2 separate regions of the Mus musculus genome follow, and region 1 is linked to region 2. A link is a contact called in public promoter capture Hi-C data. All regions are on one chromosome and are shown on one strand. The core of a region is the stretch at or near the end of the contact, and the rest is flanking DNA. Distances in the headings are between cores, read along the strand shown.

Evidence for each region. Capture Hi-C pulls out chosen DNA fragments and counts their contacts.
Region 1: a contact with region 2 is called in a promoter capture Hi-C map of pancreatic islet. The contact joins two enhancer-like sites. A contact is called at or near these places in 3 of 39 promoter capture datasets (embryonic stem cells, frontonasal cranial neural crest and neural stem cells) and 3 of 9 other capture datasets (adipose tissue, liver and pancreatic islet).

Annotation. Positions count from the first base shown.
Region 1 is chr7:118,952,303-118,955,364 of GRCm38.p6, reverse strand. The region is part of intron 8 of Iqck (IQ motif containing K); the gene reads right to left. Among named protein-coding and RNA genes, the nearest start is that of Gm39076, 31 kb to the left of the region's middle. Within about 2 kb of position 1,459, at least 14 of the 459 cell types and tissues checked have an H3K27ac peak or open chromatin away from gene starts, as enhancers often do. A contact at or near this core is called in pancreatic islet, where this site is marked.
Region 2 is chr7:118,818,768-118,821,992 of GRCm38.p6, reverse strand. All of the region lies in intron 26 of Vps35l (VPS35 endosomal protein sorting factor like), which reads right to left. Among named protein-coding and RNA genes, the nearest start is that of Gm26147, 12 kb to the left of the region's middle. Within about 2 kb of position 1,467, at least 26 of the 459 cell types and tissues checked have an H3K27ac peak or open chromatin away from gene starts, as enhancers often do. A contact at or near this core is called in pancreatic islet, where this site is marked.

The DNA of each region.
Region 1 (3,062 bases), core at 210-2,709, 130 kb before region 2:
GGTATTTCTACAGAGTAGACATAGTAATGACCAACATGCTCAGAAAAGATCCCCAACAGCATTAGTCACTAAAAAATACAAATGAGATGCCATCTGACACCCACTACAATGACTAATCTAACAGATAATACTGAGTGACATGTATCATATCAGGCATGTTCATGTAGAAACATCTTCCCGCATGGTTGGTGGGCATGTGACCTTTCTCAGCCACATTGGAGAGCTCTCTGGGAGTTCTTGGGGACACACACACACACACACACACACACACACACACACACACTAAAGTTAGCACATGGCCCAGCAATTCCACTCTTAAACATATAACCAAGAGAAGTGAAATGCATGCTTACAAGGAATCTTGTGAATGAGGCTTATGGTAGCATCATTCCTAATGGTTGCATGCCATAATGGTCAGCTTCTTTTGTCTACATGATAAAATCTACAATCACCTGGGAGATGGGCCTGCGAGCATACGTGTGTGGCAATGCCTCTATTAGGTTAATGGAGGTAAGAAGATCTGCCCACAGTGGGTGAGATCCTGGACTGTACAAAAAGGAGAAAATGAGCTGAGTCCAAACAGCCATTGATCTCTGCTTCCTGGCTGAATATACAATGAGACAGGGTCCCTCAGGCTCCTGTGGTCATGACTTCTCCTTCATGACGGACTGTACCTGGAATGGTGAGTCAAAACAAAAACCCATTCTCCTGTAAGTTGTCTTGGTTGGTTTTTGTTTGTTTGTTTTTGTTATATCTATAGATATAGATATCACAGAATCAGGAAAAGAAGCTTAAACATGGGTATTATCTCATCTGAGTCTCTCTAAAATGGGGGTGGGGATATAATGTCCATTGCTCAGATGAAGAAACCAAAGGTCAGAGAGGCTGAGTAGCATGTTTACCATCACACAGCCAGTGAGGATTTGTGGGAACATTAAATCAACTCCTGTATTTATAGCCGGACTTATAGGTAAAAGCTGAACTATGAGGAAAGTTCATGTGTGGCTCAAGGATGCAGTTACAATGACCTCTGGCCTCACTCCCGATGCCGTTCTTGAGGCTCCTGTAGTTCTGCCATTACCAGACGCTCTTCCTGATACATTTCTGAATGTTGTAAAAGGGAATGAGGTGAATGCGATGCTTGCAGTAACAACAGGACAAACTGCATGGCCCTGAGTGTCATCCAGAGCCGCCTCCTCGAATGGAGCCCCACAGAGCCCCACAAAGCTGTGCCAAGCTTTCCTGTGGAATAGGAGCAAGCGGAGGGAGGAGCTGAAGACCTTTGATACCTTGCTTTTCTCCCTTCTCGTGGTGAAACCTCACAGATTGGTGAGTGGGCAGGTATTAAAGGATAGGAAAAGGAAACCAGTCTGTGCTTTGTAACGTCCAGGCTCCTTAGCTCTGTGCCTTTAAATGCATTCAAGCTCAAACTAATGAGAGTCGGATCTGAAAACTGGTAGACACTTTAGCTGTTTGGATTCTAAATTTAGATTGTAAGGGTGAATACCGTGAGTCAACAAACTCACAGGGTGGGGGTGGGAGGGAGCCGCTTGGCAGGTGGCACTGTTGCTCTCTAAGGCCTAAAGGACCATGTGCTTTATGCCCTGGGCAATGGACTCAGAGGCAGGATCCTGACAGATGCTCTACGAAACACCTTCAGGTCCCCTAAGCACTGCCACTCCATAGGTGACAGCCACACAGTGCAGCAATATGAGGGGGACAGGGAGGACTCTGGGGTCACCCTTTTGCTTTGCAGCTTTGGGTATAACATTTAGCCTCTCTGTGACTCAGTTTCCTTATCCATAAGATGTGATCAGCTGTCTACTTCAGAGGAGTGTGTGAAGATGAGGAGGCTGAAGTGCTGCAAGTGGTGTGCTTGCTTCAGGACAAGCACTCAGTGACTGGGACCCTTGTTACCACTATAGAGACTGTGGGTCATCAAAGGAGAGATCAATGGCTGGAACTGCACTGTAGAAAACTAAAACAGGAATGGACACCTTGCTGGGGGTTGATGGGTCCAAGCATAGTGTATGTGCATGGGGGGCACTCCACGTTATATATAGGAAGGAACTTTCAAATAACAGAAGAAAAAGAAATAGAGAGGGGGTGGGGATGAGGATACAGCACAGTGGAAGAGTGCTTCAATCAGCCATGGGAGGGGAGAAGGTGGGAATGGAGAAGGAAGGAGCAAAAGCCAGCTCATCCTTGCTGTTGGGGACATTCCTGTCTAGTGGGGCCCTAGGAACAACACACAAAACAAATAAAAAGGGGGTTAAATGAGTTGTGTGCCATGTGAGTTCCATCTCAGTAAAATTGCTGTAGCAAAGTAGAAATGACTCCAGGGACTGGACAGGTTAAAACTCCTACCAATGGCCAAGTTAAATCCATCCCACAGCAAGAGGGAGTTTACAAAGGAATGAACGAAGCACCATCTAAAACCTAGCAGATGCTCGATCCAAAGCTGGGGAACAGGGCCTGGCCAGCCAGGGTCATTTCCCCCACCATGTACTGCGGCCAAGGTCAAGTGCAGCCACATATTTCTTTATGTCCTGTGCTATGAAGAAGAAACAGTTCCAACTCTAAGAGGCATGTCATAAGACAAGTTGTGGGGGTGGCTTTTTGAACCATGCTGTAGAACATAACCTTAATTTTTTCAAAATCTATTTTTAATGATGGTTCTTAAATGCTTTAATCTCCCTTTTAGCCCACTACCCACCAGAGGTAGTGGGAAAGAAAGGATATGGGGAAGTGGACCTGTTTAGAAAGGTTCTTTGGAGCAACTCTTGTCTGTGTCGTGTGGAAATCAGCAGTTCAGTTCACAAGCTAGCAGCAGCAGCTCGATCCACTTGCAAACACTTCACCAGCAGTCCAGTTCAGTAAAGTCATAGCAAACACGAGTCAGCAGTGATGGCACTACCTAGCAGACAGCCAGGCCTCAGTCTCAGCTGGAGTCAGCAGGAGGAGCGCAGTTCTCGCAGTTCTCGGCTGTGCCTCTCTCAGGGAAGTGAAGATCAGCAAAGACTCAAGATCCGCGAGCATTGCACCGCTAGCTGTACCAGCAA
Region 2 (3,225 bases), core at 218-2,717:
TAATTCTACCTCAACTCAGTGGTCACCAAAACACAAATCAAACAGACTTAAAACTTGGAAGGAGGATCGGGTCAGAGGGGAAAATAGGGGCACGGAATTATCAAAAATAAAGAAAAATCTAAATATATAAGAAATCTAGCCCAATTAGTTTCAATTATGTTGTATGTTATGTATACTTGACTACAATAAAAAAGACAAAAGAACCAAAACTACACCTGACATTCCCGGGCTTCCCAGACCTCCCAGCAGAGGCAGGTGCCAGGACTCTACCATGTCTGTCTGTCTCCTGCAGAGAAGTTCACGCCCGGTGACTCTGCTGCCCTGGAAAACTTTCTGAAGCTCCAGAGCAGAGCACTCCGCAGGGGGACCTGAAACTGCCCCACATGGTCGTTACTATCTTCCTGTGTATGTGTGTGCTGCTGAGTGGCCCACACAATGTCTATTATTACCCATTAAAGTGGCAGCAGCTTTGTCCTTGGCTCCTCTCACTCACCACACCCAGTTCCTATCTAAAGGAGGAACTCGGTTATTTAAGGGCTAGGCACAAAAGTTCCAAGGCAAATTCTTATTCCATTCCCAGAAGGCGCACCGCACCCCATACAGAAAATGTCTGGAGACTTCCCCAAACAAAACTCAGTTAAAAAAAAAATGTCTGCAAGTGAAAACAGGTTTTCTTCAGTCTAGAGCTGAAATGACCCTGTCAACATCCAATTTCCTGTTTAAACAACAAAACAACAGCAGCAACAACAAAACACAAAACTGTAACTTTTAAAATGTTTAACAGATGGGAGTCTTCACTATGTTGACCAGATTGAACTGGATCGAAACTCCTAGGTTAAAATAAAACCATCCAGCCGGGCAGTGGTGGCACATGTCTTTAATCCCAGCACTTGGAAGGCAGAGGCAGGCAGATTTCTGAGTTTGAAGCCAGCCTGGTCTACAGAGTGAGTTCCAGGACAGCCAGGACTACACAGAGAAACCCTGTCTCGAAAAACCAAAAAAAAAAAAAAAAAAAAAGCCATCCTCCTGTCTCAGCCTCCACCTGCTGGGGATGCAAGTTTTAGCACAGCCAAGGCTACCTATACAGAGAAACCATGTCTTGGAAAAAAAAAGTGTATTGCTACTTCATAAGTGTAATTTTGCTACTGTTATTTATTGTAATGTAAATATCTGATATGCAGGATATCTGATATAGGACACAGGTCCCCCACCCTTAAAGGGCTCACTGCAGCCACTGTAGCAGAATCAATGAATTCCAGGCCTCAAAAAGTAAGGTAAATGGCTCTGGAGGAACAAAACCTGTTACTGACCTAGGATTGTACATGCAAGAGTACACATAGGTGCATTTACACACTCACAGACACAAGCATGTACACACACACACACTCACACTCACAGGAGCACACACCAGGTCCTGAAAACTAGATGTGTTGCAACCACAACATGAAGATGCCTTTGGCAAGGCCACAGGGTCCAGGGGCCAGCCGGCCACTGAGGTTTAATCCTGTTACTGGCCACCTGCGCGTCTGCAACAGACTCTGCTCTTAAAGCGACACGAGGGCCACTGTTTCAATGATGCCAAAACGGAGCAAGCTTTACACAAGTACAGATGCCTAGAGACATTTAAGTGGCATATTCATTATGGCTTAATTGTTACCACTGACAGCTTAATACAACCTTGTCTTCGCCACACGGATTCGGCTACATGCCCTTTCCGTTCGAGTTGGACATCAATATTTAATGTGGAGGTCCGCTGGAGACATACAAATTATTTCCAATTTTCATCATCACCGAACCAACGTTCCAAAGGGTGTCAATCTACACTCTCTCTCTCTCATCCCAAGAGTGTCCAGAGCTCTACACTGAGCCCAGCTTGCTTGGCTCCCAAGTTACCTCCTACGTGCGGGACAGGGCAGGTGTAGGGACTGTGTGTCCTCCCTGCAAAGCACCCAGAGGGCTGTGCATTGTGTCTGTGAGTAGCAAGCCTAGCTTTCCCTAAGCACTATGGATTAAGCATGGCAGCTCATATATTCAACCTCAGCACTTGGGAGACAAGGAGGGAAGGAGCTGAAGTTCAAGGTCATCTTTGGCTTTAGAGCAAGTTTGAGGTCAGCCTAGGCTACTGTGACAGTCTCCAAAAAAACCAAACCAAACAAAACCCAAACAACAACAGCCACCCAGGCCTGGGGAAATGAAACCTTAGATAAAGTGCTGGTTTATGAGGTCTAAAGACCTGAGGTCATCTCTCTAGCCCCGGTGCAAAGCCCAGCAGGATAGCCCAGCCAGTGCTTCTATGGTAGTTGGCAAAAGACCCTGCTTCAAAACAAGAATGTCAGCTGGGCATGGTGGCGCACACCTTTAATCCCAGCACTCGGGAGGCAGAGGCAGGCGGATTTCTGAGTTCGAGGCCAGCCTGGTCTACAGAGTGAGTTCCAGGACAGCCAGGGCTATACAGAGAAACCCTGTCTTGAAAAAAAAAAATGTCCTTTGACCTCATATGCACACCACACACCATGATATGTATGCATTTGCACCGCACATACACCATATAAACACACATATGGAGGGTTTTTCACAAGTGTATCAAACAGGCAGTCTATGATGACAGGCATTTAGTACCACATGCGTTTCGGATTTGGAAGGAAAGTATGTGTTGTTATGAGGGGACTGCTCTTAATAGCAGTGCTTTCGAGCCTCCATGAAAGACGAAGCCACGTAGCAGATGTCATGTGCAAACCACAAGCTTCCTTCTCACCTATAAAACGAAGACAACCTATGCAACCTAGTAATGCAGAGAGAACAACATGAGCTGTTTGCTGGGAGTCTGGCACTCTCTACAGTAAGGACTCGGCCTATCTTCTAAATTCCATCTTCCCACCCCTTCGAAGGGACTATCCTGCTTCTGGCCTCCAGGCCTTTTCTGTGTCAGGCGTTCAGTCTCTAGGATGGCCTCCAGGACACGGTGAGCACCCGGCCCTCTCAGGTTCCCAGTGCATCTGTTTTGTGAAGCTTTTTGGCTCTTCTCAGACAACTCATTCCCTTCTGCTCCAAGAGTCCTCGGGTACACAGTGAAAGACATTTTTTTACAAACTGCCCTATGAACTAACAGTCAACAGACTGGCTCTCCCTCACTACAGCAGGGGCTCTATGCGCATCTTCATTTCTGGTGCAATGTTTTGCATATGAAAAATGAGCAAGAAAGGCCAGCAAGAGGATGGAGGCCAT